Regions from separate parts of the Mus musculus genome. Here all the other regions are linked to region 3. Evidence: chromatin contacts called from public promoter capture Hi-C data. All regions are on one chromosome and are shown on one strand. Each heading gives the region's core, a stretch centred on a gene start, on an enhancer-like site or on the middle of the called end of the contact. The rest is flanking DNA. Distances are from core to core; before and after follow the strand shown. Region 1 holds the start of Adck1 (aarF domain containing kinase 1). Region 2 holds the start of Mlh3 (mutL homolog 3). Region 3 holds the start of Gstz1 (glutathione transferase zeta 1 (maleylacetoacetate isomerase)). Region 4 holds the start of Erg28 (ergosterol biosynthesis 28).

The links. Promoter capture Hi-C pulls out the DNA fragments that hold promoters and counts their contacts.
Region 1: a contact with region 3 is called in a promoter capture Hi-C map of pre-B cells, with 4 times the contacts expected there. The contact joins the promoter of Adck1 here to the promoter of Gstz1 in region 3. A contact is called at or near these places in 4 of 39 promoter capture datasets (3T3-L1-derived adipocytes, the C10 cell line and pre-B cells).
Region 2: a promoter capture Hi-C map of liver shows a contact between it and region 3, with 2.8 times the contacts expected there. The contact joins the promoter of Mlh3 here to the promoter of Gstz1 in region 3. A contact is called at or near these places in 2 of 39 promoter capture datasets (cranial neural crest and liver).
Region 4: a contact with region 3 is called in a promoter capture Hi-C map of liver, with 2.8 times the contacts expected there. The contact joins the promoter of Erg28 here to the promoter of Gstz1 in region 3. A contact is called at or near these places in 3 of 39 promoter capture datasets (the 3T3-L1 cell line, liver and pre-B cells).

What each region holds. Positions count from the first base shown.
Region 1 is chr12:88,358,329-88,363,576 of GRCm38.p6, forward strand. Adck1 (aarF domain containing kinase 1) reads left to right here and starts at 2,186. Exons shown (of 11, transcript NM_001277297.1): 1 at 2,186-2,267. It also overlaps the pseudogene Gm5655.
Region 2 is chr12:85,269,322-85,274,356 of GRCm38.p6, forward strand. It overlaps Mlh3 (mutL homolog 3), which reads right to left and starts at 1,278. Exons shown (of 12, transcript NM_175337.2): 1 at 1,218-1,278; 2 at 1-153. The coding sequence starts at 89. It overlaps Acyp1 (acylphosphatase 1, erythrocyte (common) type), which reads right to left. Exons shown (of 3, transcript NM_025421.3): 3 at 3,077-3,506. The coding sequence ends at 3,291. It also overlaps a transcript of Zc2hc1c not described here.
Region 3 is chr12:87,146,082-87,151,635 of GRCm38.p6, forward strand. Gstz1 (glutathione transferase zeta 1 (maleylacetoacetate isomerase)) reads left to right here and starts at 1,626. Exons shown (of 9, transcript NM_010363.4): 1 at 1,626-1,763. The coding sequence starts at 1,749. Pomt2 (protein-O-mannosyltransferase 2) reads right to left here and starts at 1,821. Exons shown (of 21, transcript NM_153415.4): 1 at 1,090-1,821. The coding sequence starts at 1,547. It overlaps Gm6566 (predicted gene 6566), which reads right to left. Exons shown (of 3, transcript NR_136901.1): 3 at 3,394-4,252.
Region 4 is chr12:85,822,921-85,827,948 of GRCm38.p6, forward strand. It overlaps Erg28 (ergosterol biosynthesis 28), which reads right to left and starts at 1,973. Exons shown (of 5, transcript NM_021446.3): 1 at 1,551-1,973. Ttll5 (tubulin tyrosine ligase-like family, member 5) reads left to right here and starts at 2,000. Exons shown (of 34, transcript NM_001081423.3): 1 at 2,000-2,166; 2 at 3,533-3,704. The coding sequence starts at 3,631.

The DNA of each region.
Region 1 (5,248 bases), core at 936-3,435, 1.2 Mb after region 3:
CATTCCCCTGTACTGGAGCATATAAAGTTTGCAATACCAAGCGGCCTCTCTTCCCAGTGATGGCTGACTAGGCCATCTTCTGTGTAGCTGTTCTTATATACACCAGGAGAGCGCATCCAATCCCATTACAGATGGATGTGAAACACCTTGTGGTTACTGTAAATTGAACTCAGGACCTCTGGAAGAACAGTGTTCTTAACTGCTGAGCCATCTCTCCAGCCCTTGCTAACTCTCTCTCTCTCTCTCTCTCTCTCTCTCTCTCTCTCGCTGTTGTTGTTAAACAGTTTAATTTTTTTGACCTCCAGCTTTGTTTGTTTGTTTTTAAATAACTTAACAGTCACACCTCTAAGTTGGTGTACTATGTACAGATCATACAGAATGAATATGAAGAGATATAAATTGGTCATGCCAAAAAAGATTGACTAGAGTACAGAGTCATCTTCATAAATACATATAAAATTCTTATGAAGATAGAGGGGATTGCCAGGTTTTCTGAGGCACTTTCCAAAGTTATTCAAGGCACAAAATATACACCATTGTGAATATACATATTCTAGACTTTGTGTCTCTGACACAGCCCAAAGATTTGGCTTCATGGCTATTATAACACTAAATATACTGAATGAAATGGTTTCTTGGGTGAAAAAGCCAGACCAATAACCATCATATAGATAATTACTCCAAAATATGGAGAATACAAATACAAGCACTGTATTTTAAAAAGCAAACACAAAAGATCATGTAAATCCAAAAGTGTTAATTGTTTCAAGTTTCCATTTTGGATCATTTAGAATCTAGACAAGTTGGTTCCCAGCTTATCCATCACTTGTCTGTAGTAAGGAAAATGATTCTAAAAAGTCAACATGGTTTTCAGTATTTAAAAAATAGGTAAAAAGTATGTAAAAGCCTCGAGAGACCAATAATATCCAATAGCTTCAAAAGATAAACTAAAGACCCTTAGATGTAATCAACTTTACCAACATCTGTCCGTGTCTGTTTAATATTTACAGGGAAAATATACTCACTATAATTTTTTATAGAATGGCAAGTAGGAAGTTGATGTAGGAGATGTAGAAGGGCAAAGAGAACTCAGAAAGTCTTTCTATTATGTAACTTTTGCTTTAGAATCATCAAAAAGCAACTACTTCCCCTCATACTCCTTTAAGTTTTGCACTGCATAGGAAATTTCATTCTCAACTCCATTCATGTTAACGCCTGTTGGGTCACTGGAGTCTTCGTTCCTGTCAGATTCGTGGGTCCCATTAGTATCATTAGTTTCAGAATTTCTATTGTCAGTGAATGGGGTCCCAACCACCTTATCAGGATTAGATGTTTTGTTGGACAGCTCATAGTCTGCTTTGCTCTTTTGTCCTCCAAGAAGTCCAATACCTTCTACATTTTTTTTATTGTTGTTGTTCAAAACCTTTTCCACCAAATCTAATTGATACTTCATCGTCATAATTTTCAGCCACCCCCTTGCTTCCTCCTCATTCAGTGGCTCTGTCTTACCTATTTCACACATCTGGTCAACCACAAAATTCCCCTCATCGAGTTCTAGACTGTTAAAAGCCAGGGACTTTAACAGATGCAGTAGAGTTTGTGCCCACTACTAATAGTAATGCCACTGTGCATTGCAACAGCAAATAATCCATAGCTGTCATTAGTCGGCTTGGTGCTCCATTCTTCTAGTGACAGCTTAAGAGGTATCAACAAAGGAGTGTTGGTCTTGGAAAGTCCACCACCATAACAATCAAACTCCAGTAGCAGCAAAGCATTTCAGATGAATAGTGATAATAGGCATTTTGTCAAACCAGAGACTTCGCTTTGCTTCCGTATAATAATGGCAATTTTCACAGAAATATTTAACCTCTCCTACAATTCTCTCCACTGAAACAAGGTTTCATTTCATTTCTCTCAAGGTCTTCGTTTCAACAGGAATAGCTGACTCACTCATTAGAATTCTAATTAGAATCTAATGCCTACTTAAAATCTACAGATCCAGAATTACATCATCCATTAAACATGGATCTATACTTTGACTCCTTAAATTATTCTCAGTATGATTCTTTGTCGGTATCTTAGCAGACAAGGAAAGGTTTTCCTCTGGCTCAGGGACCACAGCTGTGGCCTCTAGTCTAAGGAACAGAAAAGAACTACAAATCCCGGCAGGCCTCGCGGCACCGGCTTCTGTAGGCGCTCTGGTGGCGAAAGCACTGTTTCCTGGAATTTGGGTTCCGGGCTGCGCGGCGCAGCTTCCCTACCCTCTGGTGAGTAGCACCCGCGCACAGAGTCCTGGCCAATCCCGCTGCCAGATTGTGCGGGACGTGGAGAGCGGTGGGTCCGGTGCAGATGTGCTCCGCGACGTTTGAGCTCAGGCTCTGCCGCCCAGACGAAGCTGGGAGGAAACTCGAGCCTGTGACCCTGTCACCCTAGCTGGCGAAACCACGTGGTTCAGGTGACTCGCAGTGCCCCGCCCCCTTGGCTGTGACTCTCTCGCTCGGTGTCCTAGAGGTCCTTAGTGTGGACTGGCCACTTGGGTGGCCCAACCTTGCGTGCCCTGGAGTAGGCAGAGGTGAAGAGGGGCTACGAGTGGCTCCGCCGGCAGCCTTCAGACATCGGTGACCTTGTGGGCTCCCACGCAGAGGTAGCTGGGGCGATGAGCGTGGAGTGGTGAAGAGCAGGGGCCTCCCCAGAAGTCAGGTCACCTAGGCTTGCTACAGGCTCCAGTCTCCTTAACTCCCCAGTACCTTGGAGACTTCCAGTGCTTCCAGCAGATGTGCGGAGAGAAGACTTTCATAGTACAGCTGTCCCAGACTTCGTTGACATTTACTTGCCACGAAAGTGAGAAGCTTAGCGCTTAGTAGGCGCTCAAGATATAGTTGCGGAGTTGCTAGGAATTGGATTTTGTCCTGTGACAATTTTTCTTTAAGCGTCTTCTTGTCACTGTGGTTCACAGGCTGTGTGTATGTAGTGTGCAGCAGAGTGATGTGGAGGGCTTGTTACTACACAGAATTCAGCCCACTTCCTCTTTAAACTTCTGATTTTAGTGTGATATTTGAACTCTGGGATCGGCATGTCCAACATGAACCCAGGAGATGCCATGTCGCTACCCCGGGGACTATAAGTTTGAATGCTATTTTATAAGAAAAAGTCCATATCGATTTGTCACACTGGGTTATGGTGTGTGTGTGTGGGGGTGGGGGGTGGGGTGGGGGGTGGTTGTGTCCCTGTGGCTAGCTTCGATATTGTAGTTGTAGCACTCATGGCACCTGCTTTACACACTGCAACCCAACCCCATTACTTTATGTACATATATCCATGTAGTTTTGCCACCTGGGTCCTTTTTATCCTGGATTATATTCTCTCTTATTTTACTGTGGTATTTGGCTGATACTCAACGGGCCTTATGGTGTGAGATTTTAACTTCTGAGAGAATTTATCACACTTTATTTCTTTCCAAACATACCCCCTCAGTCCCCTCCTTGCCAGAGACTGGACTGGTGAATGGCTAGAGTGCTTGGTATAGCCATCCATCCCTGTCTTGTCTCCCAGTAGGACACACCCTGCCTGGGTTATCTAGGACTAAATGTCCGAGACAGAGAACCACTGGCCACTCCAGCCAATTCCTTGTTCATATGCACTCTGTTGGCGGCACAGACACACGTGGACTCTAGCATTTGTTCCCTTGGCTCCTTTGGGCAATTTCTTCTACTGCCTTGTCTGTAGAGTGAAGCTCCAGTGGTCTGTACTTGAGAATCTAGTTGTGCAAGTTATGTGAGCTATTTATTTGAGCACTTCTGGAAGCTCACTCACTTCTCTTACCTGCTGCCCGCTGCTCTTGCCCTTGAGTTGTTAGTCCCCCTTCCTAAGGTGAGCTGAGTGGAAAAAGTTCTCTTGTGCTGGGGGAGATTTATCTTGCTTATCTGCTGAGAAACCTTGGCATTGGTCTGGGATTCCTTAGTTTAATTAGTATTGATCCAAGCAAGTTCTGTCCATTACACACTAAGAAGTGTAGTTAAAACTCACTCTTGCATTGAACGTTACCTAACTGTAGGATGGGGAAGACTGGGAGCCTCCTCAGGCCATGTTCCTGGGCATGGATTCGTCATTGCCTGCTTTCTCCAAGAGTATATTTGGGTCTTTTCTGGTTTGGAAAGTGTTCCAGAAAGAAAAACAAAAACAAAATGTATATTTGCCCAATAATCTCTATAGGAAATGGAAGGTAGCCAGGGTCACTGTTGGGGACAAATAGAGTTTTCTTCCTAAATGACTCCCCTCAGCAGGGTTCTCTTCTTCACCGAGGTGGTGTGGAGGTGGGGGTGAGTGGGGATGTAATTTCAGACCTGCATTCTCAGGGTGTCACCTGAGGAGGGGCAGGGAGTAGATGGTAGTTGGGAAGTCTATTTACATAAGTGCTTGGTTTCTTCATTAGTTCTATCCTTGAGATGGGCTTTTAAAAGAGGATTTATTTATTTATTTTGATTTCATGTGCACTGTCTGCATGCAGGTCTGAGGGAGTGTCTGATCTCTTGAAATTGGAGTTACAGACAGTTGTGAGCAGCCGTGTGTGCTCTTAACTGCTGAGCAAACTCTCCAGCCCCCGAGATGGACATTTTTAATTGATCACCTACTTGTCCGGCTTCCTGAACACATGGATTCATGAGGAACTGGGGTGTCTCCTCTGGCCCTGAGACAGAGTTCACTGTCATTGATTTGATGATTAAGCAGCTATACCACTGCTTCGGGCTCAAATGTGTTATTTCTAGTGAGGACTATTGCTTGATCTTTGACATGCTATTGATTTCCAGAGCTCCAGACACTGCCTTCCACAGACTTGGCTCTCTTGGGGCTTGGTTGCAGGTCAGAAATGAGAGTTTCTGTCTGCAGCAGTTGTATTTACTTCAAGCCAGTAGCAAGGACCTTAGTGACTTGAGGTCCATCCCTATAAAAGAGATGTCATTAAAAAAAAGAGAGAGAAGATGGGGCTGGAGAGATAGATGGCCTATGGATGTGAGCTCAGACTTGTTGCTTATTCCTGGGTCTTGAGTTTGGTTCTTAGAACCCACACTGGGTGGCTCCCAAGTGTAACTCTAGCCCTAGGGCATCTGATAAGCCCCTTCTGACCTCCATGGGCACCTGTGCACATGCACATACACTTGTACACAGACACACATAGAGATATACAGACACAAGCACAGATACAGATACACAGACATAGAAGCACAGATACAGTCACATATAAAAATAC
Region 2 (5,035 bases), core at 28-2,527, 1.9 Mb before region 3:
GTAAGTTCTTCAACACACTGGCCCAAGGAGCTTATGGCTAAACCGGAACGCAACTTGGTTTTTACGTCATCTGATAGACACCTGATCATGGCAGGGACACATGTGGAGGGAGTGGCAGACACTGGCTTCCTTCTCTGACTGGAAAATAATCACCTACAGGAAACAAAACACAACACATACTCTAGCAAACCTCAGTTATATCACATCACCCATTTCTCTCGACTATTACAAAGAACTACAGTTAGAGTATTAAACCAAAACGCGAAAGGGAAGTATACTTCTAGTTTCTAGACAGCACACAAAACTCATGCACTGGTATAACAAGCTTCAATTCCAAAGCATTCATAATTTCATTAATTTTCGCTGTTCCTAAAATGAATGCCCTAGAGTGAAATTATAATTACGCTAGATGCTGATCCGTAAAGACACTATTCAAATTTCTAAGCACTTCACTAAAAACAGATGCCTAAATTAAACGCAGCTAAGAAACATTAGCTAGAAATTATTCATGAAAAAAGTCCAAGCTAGTTTCATAACATTTATACTTTACACAATAACCACGGCTTTTAGAAAATCCTTTGATGTTCTAAGACACTGTAAGTAAGAAGGTAAAAAAAACAATGGGACTAAGTCAAAGTCAAATCTATCAAGGAGACACAGTAAGCCATTACTTTCTCAGGAAGAGGTGGGGGTGGGGGAGGTAAAACTCCTTTGATATTTAAGTCCTGCTCCTGTGTAGCTTGATAGCTTGCAGAAAGGCCCTTATTACTGATATTCTTTTATATTGATACTCTCGGTCTTTTATATCCCCAGAACATAGCTTGGCAATAAAAAGTGAGTGTATGGGGTGGTCGGACCCTGATTCCAGGTTTTCTTATACAAACCCTAAGACTCTAGGTAGTTAAAGGTCTCATTCTTAAGTGACAACAGTGAGGCAGGTGACAGGCTCTTTTGTTTTGTTTTTAAAGCCTGGAAAAACCGGGGCTACGACAGCATTTAGCCACCGTTGGCAAACGGGGTGAATGTGTAATGAGCAGTTCTAGGGTCTGGAAAGTCGGGCATCCCGTGCAGGCCGGGCCGCGCCTGCGCAATCCACCCACCCCGCACCTCCGGGGGAGCCGGGGCCCCGCCAGACAGGCCCGCGGCAGTCACCATTGCTCCTGTCCAGTTAGACAAGCTCTCTGGACCACATTTCATCACGTGCTTTCCCCCTTCACCTCGAATCTCCTCCATCAACTCTCACCGACCAACCACCTCCAACGCCGAGCGCGCGCTCCCGAGCATGCGCTTCCGAGACACCGCCAGACGGCGTCTGCACGACGTCTCAGTGCGCAGGCGCTAAGGTGGCCAAGCTGCGCGTCCCTTCACCTGGCGGGTTCCAATTAGTTCTTTTGTCTTATTCTCTTTCGGAATGGGGTGAAAGGCTGTTTCTACTAAATTTTACTTTGCTCCCCTTCTCGTCTCCTTTGCATGTTCTAATATGTAGTTCCACATATATCTTTCTTGTTTCCTTAGTCTTTGTTCGCTAGATTGTAAACTATGTGAAAGTAGTTTGGTTTTTTGTTTACTGCTGTGTCCTGGTGGCAAGTAGATATTCAGGGAATGAATGCAGAGCATTCCTTTTTTTGTTTGTTTGTTTTTCGAGATAGGGTTTCTCTGTATAGCCTTGGCTGTCCTGGAACTCACTCTGTAGACTAGGTTGGCCTTGAACTCAGAAATCTGCCTGCCTCTGCCTCCCAAATCCAGGGATTAAAGGCGTGCGCCACCACTGCCTGGCAAGAGCATTCTTGAAAATTAAAGCTTTACGAAGCTGGAAAGGGCTGAGAAGCCTCTCTCTCTTTCTCTCATATTTTGTTTTTGTTTTTCTTTCAAAACATGATTTCTCTGTGTAACAGCCCCGGAACTCGCTTTATAGACCAGGCTGGCCTATAAACTCACGGAAATCCTTCTGCCTCTGCCTCCCAAACGCTGGGATTAAAGGTGTGCTCCCACTCCCCACCCCACCTCCACGTCTGCCCAGCCCAACTCTCTTGATTTGCAAATCAGGACATCAGGGTCCCTCCTTCCCTTCCTTCCTCTCTTCCTCCCTCTCTCTCTCTCCCCACCCCCATACCACCACGGCTTTTTCCTGCAAGAGCACAGTGAGAATATTTTGAGAATTATTAGGCAATCCTCAGTTTTTGTCTTCTGTTTCATCCAAACCTCCTCCCAGAAACTTTTTAAAAAAGATTTATGTATTTCATGTGTATGGGGTTTTGTCTGCTTGTACTTCTGCACACCAGAAGAGGGCATCGGATCCCTTGGTCTTAGAGCCATAGACTGTGTGAACCACCATGTGGGTGTTGGGAGTTGAACTCAGGACTTCTGGAAAAGTTGCCAGTGCTCTTAACTGCTGAGCCATCTCCACAGGGAGGACATCCCTCCTCCCTTTAAAGGAACTTAGGACAAAGTTTTAAATGAGTATATATTTAATTACTAACCAAACCAAATCAGACTTGTGGAGCCAATGAAGCAAACTTCTGATTATTGTTCAGTTTGCCAGGGCTTCATGACAAAAGGCCACAGGCTGGGTGGCTTAAGTAGCCGGGGTTTTTGTTTGTTTTCTTTTCTTTCCAGTTCTAGGACAAGCTGGAGTTTAGGCCAGGATTCCTTCTTGGGTGTGGCTGTCTGTCTTCACGTGGTCTGTGGTGCATACACTCTTATGAGTCAGCAGTCCAATGGGATTGGTCCTTGGGTTAGAGTAGTTTAGGTATACAAATGAGGGGAGGCGCAATCCAGGCCATAACTACTTTATCTGAATTTCTCACCTTTGGAAAAGGAGTGACTGTAGATGTTCCAAAGGATTGAAAACCAAAAGTAATTAGTGCAGTGCGTCATGTGAACACGGAACAGCCCAACCTGGTGGCATTTGCTCTTGCTACACATGAAGTCTCCCGTGTAAACAATGTAAAGAAATGGCAAAGTTACTTCTCTTTCAGACCTCGTTAAACTACCCCAAAATTTTCCTCTCACAATAACGAATTAATCATGTTGCCCAAAGTTCACTAAGGATTAAAAGGGAGGGGGGGAAGCAATGTAAGCATAAGGTTCTAATGTGTTTTTATTGGTTAGAATTATACACATTTGTATTTCATCATACTTGTAATACGTGGTAACTTTTCCAACATGCAACCAAAATAACTTACTAACAAATTCTAATACTGAGCACAGAATAGTTCTATTTTTTTTTTAATCTAGCGATTTAAAAAAAGGAGTGAGATTATTTTGAAAAAATATTAAGATTCGTTTCATTATTTTACAATTTGGAAGTCTGAATAATCCAAGTTTGCGATGACTTTCTCATTGTTGAAGTTTGCTCTGTCAATGTGCGACTTGGGACTTCCTCTGGTCTCCAGCCACTGCTGCATGAAGCGCACCTTGGAGACGGGGCCCTGCAGTTGCCCTTGCACGGTGCCCCGGTCGGTGTTCTGAACCCAGCCCACCAAACCTAGCTTTTTACCCTCAGCCTAAGGGAAGAAAAGAGAGAAAGAGAGGTGCGGTGAGACTGCACGGAACAAAGGGAGACAGAATCGGGCCAGCATCCTGGCCTGGAATCAAACCACCGGAACTAATTTGACACTGTCCAGAAAAATCAAAACAGACACCAAAGGGGATCTCATGGCTGATTTTTAGCCACTTGATTCTACACCCCCCCCCCTTTTTAAAAATTCTACAAAACTCAGCATTTGACTTCTTTAGCATTTTTCATTGCTTAGTAATTATGGTCAAGCGCTAGAGTGAGCCCCCAAAAGATGCCTTCAGAATGATTTCCTAGTGCTTACAGCTTGTTCATTTTTTTTTTCTTTGAAACAGTCTCATCATGTAGCCTTGGCTGGCTTGGATAGAACTCATCATATAGACCAGGTTAGCCCCGATCTCCCAGCCATCGCCCTGCCTCTGCCTTAGGAGTGTGCAGCATTAGGCCTAGCCAAATAAAGTGAGGTGGGGAAGACCCTGAGTTTTAGATTGGTTTCGAAGCCCTGGGGATTCATCTAGGGCCTCACACATGGTCCCGAGGCAGGCAAACACTCTCGCTCTAGACTATACCCACAACCCTCATTTTTTTCTTCTCCTAATCAGCAGTCTAATGGGTGTATTAAACAGAAAAAGCTTCAAGTTACTTGACCCTCCCCTTTGCCTTTAGCAAGGACCACACCTAAACAAATCCAGATGAAGGGATCCATTGTATCTTTAAAGATCATTACACAGTATTTCACAATTTCCTGGGCAACACAAGCATTGTTTTTACTGTTGGGGGAACTCTAACCCAACGTGTTTACATTGCGCCCAAAGCCCACTTTCTGTCACATTTAGAGAAGGGATGCAGCTGGGGAGCCTCTCAACACTCAGGGCTCAGGAGGCTCCACAGCTATCAGGTTTCCACTCGCCTTCCTTGTCAGATCATGGGCCTGCCCGTGGACGACCCGCGCCGCACTAAGAGACCAGATTGGCAGCCTGGAGAAACCAGGCCGGGTCCCTGCTGCAGCTCTCTCTGGACCAAGAGCTAAGAAGCCGTGCTGTGTGTACAGCCTCATAACTCATAGCCCCTAATATATGGCCCTATCCAGTACCTGGCTCCTCAATGCTCTTTATCCTGTAGGCTATCCTAAGCTAAATCACTAAAAATAAGTTACTGACAAACTCTAATATTGAAAGAGCATAAGAGTCAGATATTTCCCTTTGTTTGGGGGATTTCACTGAAGGCTCCATCTCTTGTGGGCATTCCTTCTACCCCTGTCATGACTGTAGTGCCTGCTTCTCTTTTTTTCCAAAAAAAAAAGTATTTTTACCATTGTGTTGATTTGGATATGCTTGGCCCAAGGGAGTGGCACTATTAGGTGTGGCCTTGTTAGAGTAGGTGTGGCCAAGTTGGAGGAAGTATGTCACTGTGGAGGAGGGCTTTGAGCTCAATCTCTGCCCATTATGAGACACAGTAGTCTCCTACTGCCTTTGGATGAAAACGTAGATCTCTCAGCTCCTTCTCCAGCACTGTCTG
Region 3 (5,554 bases), core at 376-2,875:
GATTCAGACGGGCCACCTAAGACAAGTGGCAGCTGATGATGGACAACCACACGTGCCAAGAATGTACCTAGGATGCCCTAACTGCATTTGACCTGGGCCATTTCTTAGGGCTGTGCTTGCAATAAGAGATATGGCAATGTCTCCTATGAGAACAGAGCTAATTAAGGCTTGTGAGTGTTAAAATAGATTTCCCAAACTCGTTAGTCCTTGGCCATTATGTAACCCACTGTGGGTACACCTATCTCTTTGGGATACAGTCATGTATAGTAGGATTTGACAGGGGGTGGAAGAACCTAACTCTAAAGGTGCTGATATTCATTCCCCTTCCTGTGATTACGCCTTTGTGTTTAACCCAGTAGTTACAGCTCCCAACAGTCATAAAATGCACCTAATTTATTAATTAGCTTCACAGTAATTTATTAGTTTCCTATAGGAGCAGCCCTGTCAGTGTGTTTGCTTGCTCTTGAGTAAGATCCACTTGTGACACCTTCTATGCTAAGTTTCTGTTTGGTGATATAGAGAAGATAAAACATCCCTTCCAGCTAAAGATCAAGTAACTCTGTGAGCTTGGGAAATGGAATTGAACCAAGCCTCAAGCCACCATCTGTATCATACAAAGTAAGGCCTAGAAAATAATTCTCACAGGATAACACCAGACCTGTTGCTCAGAATCTGTGCCGCCATCTCCCGATACCCAAACTATCCTTACTCTATAGGAATCTTTTTCTTTGAAAATCACGCTTTGGGAAAATTATGTTCTACGAATTTACTAATTTCTCAGCCAAGTTCAAAGAACCTCTGAGTATCACCATTTTAAAGCCAGGTGACTAGAAGACATGAGGACAACTCCTGCAAACTCCGAGTGTGGGACCCCCACCAGGGCAAACCTATTCTCCGAGGTTTGACACACCGGAAAGCTTTCCCCAGCCACCCCCTACTCCCCTCGAAATACAACTGAGTTTCTCTACCGCCAAGGACCTGTCGTGCCTCCGATGAATCCCGCCCACTTCGCGCCCTCAAGCCAATCAGAGGGTGGCGTCACTCCCTCTCAGTTGCCATGGTGCCCGCCAAGTCCTTTCCGCCACTTACCAGATGTGAGCAGGCTGGTCCAGCCGGTGAAAGCGGGTGGCAAAGGACAGCAGCGTCACCACAGCCAACGTGGCCCACCACCCTGCCGCCTGGAAGCGCCGCGAGCTCCAAGCAGGCCGTTTAAGTTTCCGTGCTGCAGCCTGGGGGACCACGTCTCGGCTCACGGCTCTGGCAGCCTGCGGCACACAGCGGCCCCTACGGGGACGCAGCTCGGAGCCCGCTAGGCCACCGCCTATGGCCGGCGGCATCCTCCCCTTCCGAAGGATCACCCTCCGGGCCGGAGGCACGCCGGGTCTTGTCCGCTGCCCCGTCAAGGGGTCATAAGAAGGCGTCTCGAGGTGCCATGGGATTTGTAGTTCCCTCCGTTTGCCGCGGAGCGCCGGGCCCCGGGCTCTGGGCGGGGCGGAAAGTGTGGTGGCCGCCCGGGCAGCTAAGAGGCGGCCTGAGGCGTAGAGCATTGCGGGAGGCGGAGGGAAACCAAGGACTGACAAACTCGAGTCGGCTCATGAACTACAACTCCCAGCAGCTCAGGGGGCGGGGGCGGGGCCAGCCCGAAGGAGGGAGGCCATCTAGTCCAACCTTCGCTCTCTGGACCCCGCTAGGCCTCAGTCATCTTCTAGTCCCGAGAGCTGACTTTCTTGGCCGGCCGACCGGGCGAGATGCAAGCCGGGAAGGTCTGTGCCCCACGTCCGGGGATGAGGGTCTCTCCTGAGAAACGCGGAGAAGAGCTGTGGGGGGGGGCGGGGCTGAGAGCTCGCTTCTTCGCGTGGCGCCACAACGACTCCCGGCGTGCACCTCGGCGCCCGCTCACTCTACACCTGCGCGCTGGCCGCTGAACCTTATGGTGGTGGTAGATTGGGCCGGGAAGGCTAAACTTGGAAGCTTTTGAGGGGCGTCCAATCGCGCTTTTCCCTGCTTCGGGTAGACAGACCTCTTCTAGGGCTTTCAAACATGGTTCCCTACTTTGCAGTTTCGCGGCGCCCTTCGTATGTCTCTCAGGGGACCTGGTGGTCCAGGCATGCACCAAAGGCAAGGGGGAAAGATGTGACTCTTTAACGACGTTAATAATCACTTGTAGTATCTGCTCAGGTTTCTAGTTTTGTCGGTTTGGCTCTAAGAAACGATCTTGCTGTGCAGCCCAACCTGACTTTGAACTTTGACTCTCCCGCCCCCGCCTTCCAAGTGCTGGGATTCCAGGCTGTGGCATATGGAGCGTCCAGGGTTTAAGTCGAACTTCTTTAGTCCACCCTAGAGCCATTTGTATTTAAGCCATTGCTGGAATGGAGCTGCGAGTGTGTTTTATAAGAGACTTAAAATTGAGTCTCTTAGGAGGGCCGATATGTAGGAAGGCGGCACATTAGATGCAAAGGACATTGCATCCGGTTAATATAGATTTTCCACATACAGATGTGATTTTTCAGGATTTTAATCATGTAAGAAATGGTATAAAAACAGCTAGGGATGTACGCAACTCTGACGTAGCTCCTAGCATGGGCCGAGTCTCCCACAACAGAAAAACTGCAAATTTAAAGTCGCCAGAATGCATGTTTGAGTTGGAAACATGATCCTTCCCGGTGCTAATTAAACGGACATTCTACTTGATATTAAAAAGTAGCTGTTCAAGTGCAAAAATCGCCAGGTGGTTTGCTGTTAGTGCTTAGCTGTGATTTCTCTCCCTGTTTATCTAAAAGCACATAGGAGACAAGCCTCCAGATGCTCTGCAGAGAGGGTTAGGATTGTCTTTATCAGGTTAACTGATGTGGGAGAGTGACACCATTCCCTGGGTTGGGTCTGGCTGGGCCCATAATAAGGGGGAAGTCAGCCAAGCACCAACACACAGCATTGTTCTGTTTCATGCTGTGGATGCATAGGTTACTTACCAGCTGTTTCAGGCTGCTCTTCCCCCAAACCCCACCCCACCCCCACCCCAGGTGACTTACTACATCTTGAATTATAAGCCAAAATAAACCACTCTTCTTTAGACTGCCTTTGTTGGGGCATTTTATCATAGCAGCAGGAAAAGAAACTAAAATGATATATAAGAAAAAAAAATAATAATAGATGTAGGGTAAGATTCCAGCTGGGTGATGGTGATGCATGCCTTTAATCCCAGCACTCGGGAGGTAGAGGCAAGCGGATTTCTGAGTTCGAGGCCAGCCTGATCTACAAAGTGAGTTCCAGGACAGCCGGGGCTATACAGAGAAACCCTGTCTCGAAAAAGCCAAAAAAAAAAAAATTCTGTTTCCTGCTGAAGGGCCATGGGGTGTCGCGCCCACCTCAGCCAGCAAGGAAGACACGACATGGTCAGATTCTTCTCAACAGCCTTTATTGCAGGAACACCTCGATGCTGCTACCGGGACAGGGCACCCAGGGAGGGCTGCTTATATACACCCTAGCACAGGAGAAGGCTCCATGGCCCCCCAGGATTGGTCAGTCTGCCTGCATCTAATTTGCATGTACCTGCTCAGGAGGGGTCAGGCTAGCACCTGCGCAATGGTGTTGTTTACCACAAAGGCACACAGAAAGCCTGCGCCATCTTAGAGTTGGCTTCCTACATCTCCCTCTTTTTTCTTTAATGAAATGAGGCTGGTCTAGGCCTGGGCAAATCTGTCCATGGCCAGGGCTCCTGTCTTAGGTCGATCCTCTAGTATCACAGCCTTACCCATCATAGGGTTATCCTATGATGGCCTCCAGGCCCCTTCTCTTAGGTTGGTCTGTGCATGAGGAAAGTTGCCCGTCTCTGGATACCATGGATCTGTGTGACTACAACTGCCAAATGACCTAGGGCGGACTCTTAATTTTTTAAAGAGGCCAGCCAAATATTGGGAGATGCACCATCTTCAATTGCCAACAAAGCTTGGTAGACCACTGCTTTATGTTGAGCATACTCTCTTTTTAGTTGACACAATAGCCAGATGCAGAAGACACACCCCAGGAGGACCACTGTCCCCCAGGCCAACATTCCTGCCCACTCCTTTAAAAAGGAGAAGGCATTGGTGATCCAGGAGGTGAAGTCTCCCAGGGTGACAGGGTCGGGTCGAGTGCTGTTGAGTTTGGCAATCTGGAGGAGCAACTTTCTGCTCTGCTTTGGCTGACCAATTTCCTTTAAGATAAGCAATTTTCATGTCAGCCTTTCTGGTACCCAAATTGGATGTTCTTTATCCTGTGGAAAAACACAAACAGCTCCCCTAGATCTCGAAATAACGGGATCTGGGCCATACCATTTACCAGTTAAGACATCTTCCCATTTTACATCATGTTGAATTACAGGCGAGGTCATGGCATGCCTGTCTGCAGCCGAGCGACCATGATCATCCAAAATTTAAAAATTTAAGGTAAATAAAGCTAAAGATAATTGTTCTTTGGGTGCTCGTCCGTAGGCAATTCCCTCTTTTTGTTTTTGTAACAGTTCTTTCAAGGTGCGATGTGCCCTTTCCACAATACCTTGGCCTTGTGGGCTATAGGGAAGGCTGGTGGTATGACTAACTTGCATAGTTTCGCAGAAGACTTGGAAGGATGTTGATGTATATGCAGGTCCATTATCAGTTTTTAAATTAGCTGGGTTTTCCCAAGCTGCCCATGAGTCTAAGCAATGGCTAATAACATTGTGGGTTTTTTCACCAGACATAGGGGAGGCATACATGATACCTGAACAGGTGTCAATAGAAACATGGACATATTTTAGTTTTCCAAAAGCTGGAACATGTGTAACATCTATTTGCCATACTTTTAGAGGGATCAATCCACGAGGGTTAATCCCAACATGGGGAGGGTGATGAAACTGCACGCATTGAGGGCATTGCAATACAACAGTTCTTACTGAGGCCCGGGAAATATTAAATTTTTACTGCAATGTGGCAGCGGGGACATGATACAATTGATGAAAACCTTTTGCAAGCTCTAATGGAGTAACATGAAAAATGAATTCCATACGAGTACTTGCATCTACCAGGGCATTCCTTTCAGTCATAGGGCCTGGCAGAGTAGAATGAGCCCGAATATGCTGAATAAAAAATTTACTTTTCCTATTCCAAATCAAGTTTTGTAATTCTGACAAAATAGCACATACAGGGCTGGTAGATTTGATGGGTCCTGCAACTTCCAATGCTTTTACTGCATTCACTACATATGCTGAATCAGACACTAAATTAAAGGAAATTTCAAACCTCTTAAATACTTCTAATACGATTTTACATTCAACTAGTTGCGGGTTACCAGGATCATATTGAAATAAAACAGGGTTTTGAGAATTAACCACATAAGTGCCAACACCTGCTTTAGAACCATCTGTATAAATATCCAGTGCACCTGGTATGGGTTTAGATGTCATAACCTTTGGAAAAAATCACTGGATGTTCAGTAAAAAATTGTAATAAAGAATCTTTAGGATAATGATTATCTAATTCCCCATCATAACTACAACGCAACAGAGCCCATTCATCAACTAAAGAGCTCAGGGTCTGTA
Region 4 (5,028 bases), core at 723-3,222, 1.3 Mb before region 3:
CACATCATGTTTCATAAACTAAAACAATCGAAAAGACTTGGAAAAGACCTGTCATAGCTTGATGTTGGGTTTCAAGAAAAGTACATTAGCTATAGTTACGGAACACTTGTGTCCTACACTTATATGTGCCCCAAGTATATAACATCTTATTTCACTCACTCCCTACATCAGGATAGGCAGGCACTATTAGTATTTCCACTTTACAGATGGGGATCAGAACCAAGAGCTAAGTGATTTGCTTAGGTAACATAGCTAATATGTGGCTGAGTGCCAGGGTCTGTGGACTCTGTTGCAATACTCCCTCATAGAATGTTTTGATAAAGTTCTCATCTTTTAAAAAATATTTACTTATTTATTTATTTAGAGACAGGGTCTTACTATGTGGCTAGTCTGGAACTCTACATAGATCAGGCTGGCCTGGAACTCACAGAGATCCATCTGCCTCTTCCTCCTGAGTGCTGGGATTAAAGGTGGGTGCGGCCAGGTGCAGCAAAGTTCCCATTTTTTGAGGAAGCTGGTAGGAGAGAGAGCTAGGTTCGGTACTTTTTGTTTAGCTCAAGCCTCGCTGAGTAGTGATTTCCATCAGCTCTAAAGGGATCCCACAGAGACAATTTGTCATAGCCACCATCATATTGGCCCTTCATTTACCTATTGTCAGGCTAACTGCTTTGGCCTGAAAGCTGTAAGAAACTATCAGGCTTCCCTTATCACTGTGGTAATGTTTCAGTATGATTCCCTACTACCCAGTGTATATAGACATCAAGTGAAGTGATGACGAAAAACCAACTATAAAGGGCTCCAGGAGAGAAAGGGTGGACCCAGAGGAAAGAGGTCTCAAACGGGGACTGTCCCAGTCTAGAGATGCTGGGGTGTGCTGATCTTCACAGACACTTACAGCATATGCCAATCTACTTCTTTTTACTTTCTCCTCTCAACACCAGCTTGGGTTATTTAAAAATCCCCCCAGCCCGCCCCCGCACACACTCCCTTTCAGTAGAACGTAGAACTTACACCCTCCATTTATTTCACAGATCTTAGAAATCCCAGAGCTGATGAAAACACACCAGAGCATTTCTGTATGACTCTACCAATTCTTTAAACCCATTCCCTTGGAGTTATGAGGTGGAGAGAGAGGTGGGGTACACCCTTGCCCAGGTCAGCATGGATGCGATACTAATTAACAATCAATAGAGGCAGACTCCTATCCTAGCTACACCACTCATATCTGAGGGGTTCAGACAAGCCAGTGAGACTCTAGAGACTCGGTTTTCTCATCCGTAAAATGGGGATATAAGCCTCTATCTCGAGGGTTACCCGATAATACATGAGGAAAAGTGAAAGCTCGTTGCAGAGCTAGGTTCATAACGACTGCCCGTTCACTCACCCATCCCCAGAATTGACCAAATCTCCATTTTCCTAGCACCTCCTCTTGGACATCGTTTCTAGACTCCTCCACCACCACCTCCGGTTGCTTTCCAGGCAACCCCCACTTTCCTAAATTTTGCAGATAGTTTTACTCGGGTGCTACATCCCACTCCAAATTCTCCTACCTGACGATCCAGTACTACTGCAGCAGTATCAGCAGCATCCGCAAACCAGCTCTCCCTAGGCCAGCTCCGGTCCCAAGTCCACCTGGGCCACTTGTTCCCGCCCCCTCCCTCAGCCCAGCTCCAGGATTGGGTTGTTTTTGTCAGTCCTCGTTCTGATTGGCTACGCTGGCTCAGTTCGAGCAGGCGATAGGGAGTGAACTCCTTTGCTGCCAATCAGCAGTTGCCGCCGCCTGAGCCTCTTCCTGCTACGCCGCTCACGCGGTAAACCCTTCTGTCGAGCGTGGCGGAACTCTGAGTTTGGAGTCAGTCTTTTAGGGGTGGGGAAAACGCAGAGAGAAAAAGGAGCCAAGAAACCTTCTGGTGACAGCCTGGGTTGGCTCTGGTGTCTGAGCGCGCCGTGGTGACGCCATCCGTCAGCGCCCGCAGCCGAGCGTTGTTCGCGCCGCTGGCGGGCGCCTGCGCAGTGGCTCTTAGCGGGCGGTTGCTTGTTGGTTGTTGTAGTAACGGGGGAAGCAGCCTTCGGCGGCTGCGTTGATTCGGGCTGGGGAAGGAGGAGGGAGGTGAAGCAGAGCGTGGTCCCCGCCTGCCGGCCCCGAGCCGTGAGAAGATGAGACAGGTAAACGCCTGCGCCGGCGCGCTCCGGGGAGGTGCGCTCCAGGGTTAGGCGGGCGCCGCTGCGCTTCCCTCCGAGCTCCGGAGCAGCTGTTGGCTTCCGGGCGTGCTGGGCAGAAGCGCTGCGGCAGAGTCGCCGCGTCCTTGCCTGCGGAGCTGCCTGGGGTTGGGGTGTGCTGGGCTGGAGCTGGCGGCTGGTCCCTGTAGGGGCAAGGACTTCCTGAGCATTTATCTCGTTCTACTCTTCAGGGAGCCGAGGAAAGGTGGGCATCCCTGAAGGTTTTAACTTAAAAGACTCTCAAGCATTTTTGGGTAAGGTCGAGAAGTTCCTTTAGGAATCACCCGAAAAGAATCATTGAGGTTGTTTGGTATTACTCATTTCTGCTGAAGATGTGTAGGGTCGGGGTTAGTCACTGTTGCTGCTTGCTGCAGTTGCTTTGTTTTTGAGAGTCTTATTGTATAAGTCAATGCACAGACCAGCAAAAGCTTGGAGAATTGCCACGAATTGATTATCTTTGAGTAGTGACATTAAGGTTAAGCGTTTTCCCTAAACGTTTCTATTTTCTCTATAACGAACATGAAACTTTTTCTCTATGGAAAGTGTTTGAAGTTAGAAGCCTGGGAATTGGAGATTTCCTAATTTTATGTGTCTACTTGATATCCGGATTAAAATGTGTGATTAAAAAAAAAAGTACCAATAATTAGAGTATTTGACTTCCCCTTTCCCCGGCCATTTATGTGATCCCTGCTGAGGAGAAATATTTTCACCACCCTTTTATTAATAGTTCGGGTGATTTGGTTTTCCTAGAAACATAACAGCTTATTCTGTTTGCTTGTGGTAGAGTCTGTATAAATATTGGCAAGGGTTTTGAACCTTGGATTTTTATTTTGATCCTGGTCAGATTTGTTTAGCAAAGAATTTTCTAAACATAGGCTTATCAACTGTCCACATCAGTGCCCTAAAGCCTCTCCTTTGGTGCTTGCTCTTTTATTATATAAAACGACTCAAATTCAGTAACAGCTTTTTAGATACAGCAGAGACAGTATCTGTTTGAAAAAAATTTTGTGTCATACCCTTTTAATCCCAGCAGAGGCAGGCAGATCTCTGAGCTCTAGGCCAGCCTGGTCTACAAGTGAGTTCCAGGACAACCAGGGCTACACAAAGAAACCTTGTCTTGAAAAACAAAAACAAACAAACACAGAAAAAAAATTCTTGATTTTTGTGATATGTGAGGTGCACTGTGGCAGAAGGTAAGCTTCTAGAGACTGGAAAATACTCAGGAATATATTTCTTTTCATCTTAAAGATCATGCAAAAAATCCTGAAGTATGCAACTGCATTGTCTTTGAAGTCCTTTGACTTTCTTACAGGAGTCTGTGCCATCCAAATTGTTTGATCCAGTGAGACTGCAAGGAAGAAAGGTCTCTGAGGCCTCTGTGTGCTGACTGTATGACAGACCCCAAAGGAGATGCCAGTTGTGATGGCCCGGGACCTGGAGGAGACAGCATCGTCCTCAGAGGACGAGGACCTGGCCAACCAAGAGTGAGTGACAGTCAGCCCGCCCTTAAGGGGGGGGTTCCTTTATTCACCTCCAGGTTTCCTTCTTTGTGTTGCCTGGCCCTAGCTTCCATCTGTGTTTGGAGTCAAGATCATATTATTCACTTCCCATCCTTTTTCAGAAATTCGAAGGGTGGGCTTATGTTTCTAGGCCTCTAAGTCAATATCACCTTTAGATGTTCTAAAGTTCAGATAGGAACTCAGGTGAACTTGGTTCCCCACCCCCTTCTGCTTTGTTTTTGAGGTGGGGGTCTCTCATTTCTGTTGCCATACCTCCCACCACATCTGGCGCGCTCTCTCTCTCTCTCCCTCCCTCTCTCTCTCTCTCTGTGTGCACATTTTAAAACAGACTCGCCTGCTTGAGTTTATGTGCAGCATGGGCATGCAGGTTCCTGAGGAGGCCAGGGTACATGGAATTCCTTGGAGCTTCAGTTACAGAGTTTGTGGCAGCTTGATGGAGTGCTGGGAAATGAACCTGGCTCCTCTGCAGGAGCAGGAAGCTCTCATAACTGTTGAGCCATCCTTCTAGTCCCTGCAGTTGGCTTTGTTGTGGGTTTTGGGGGATTGAACATGGGGCATCAGGCTTCCAAGCAAGTACATTTACCTGATGCACCATCTCCTGGCTCTAATAGGTGAACTGAGTGCAGTACGGATGTGGAAGTCAGAGGACAACTTTCTGGAATCTGTTCTCTCCTTCCATCATGTGGGTCCTGGGAATTGAACTTGGGTCAGGTTTGGCGACAAGCACCTTATCCGCTGAGTCATCTTGTCAGCCTTGTGTCTTGACCATAGCTTCTAGTAATTGAAAAATTGGAGATTTTGAAAATTTTAGAGATTGGTGAAACGTTAAGTTCTTAGGCTCTGACCTTGACTCTATAAGTTTTCTCTGAAGCATTTACAGCTGTAGAACGGTGATGATATGAAGGGCAGGCCACACACAGCAGAACCTCTGTGAAGATGCTCCGATGAGAATACTAGAGCTCTGTAGCCTGTGCCGTGTTCATTGAACCACAAGGGCTCTCTGTAAGTTCTTTCAGGTTAAGGGTCAAGGTCATTCATTGACTGTTGGGTCCTCATAATGAAAATGATTAACAGGGCCAACTGTAGCTTCTAGAGATGGTAGAGTAGATCATTTAATATGCACACTGAGAGATTTTAATTTAAAAATATTATTTCCACCTTATTAGACTCACAAATATCAAAGAATCTCCACTTTACAGAGAAGAGATGGATTGTGATTCTAATTTAGCTCTCAGTTTTGAGGACTTTTACCTCTCATAATTTTACTCGATATGGAAGAGAAAAGCTG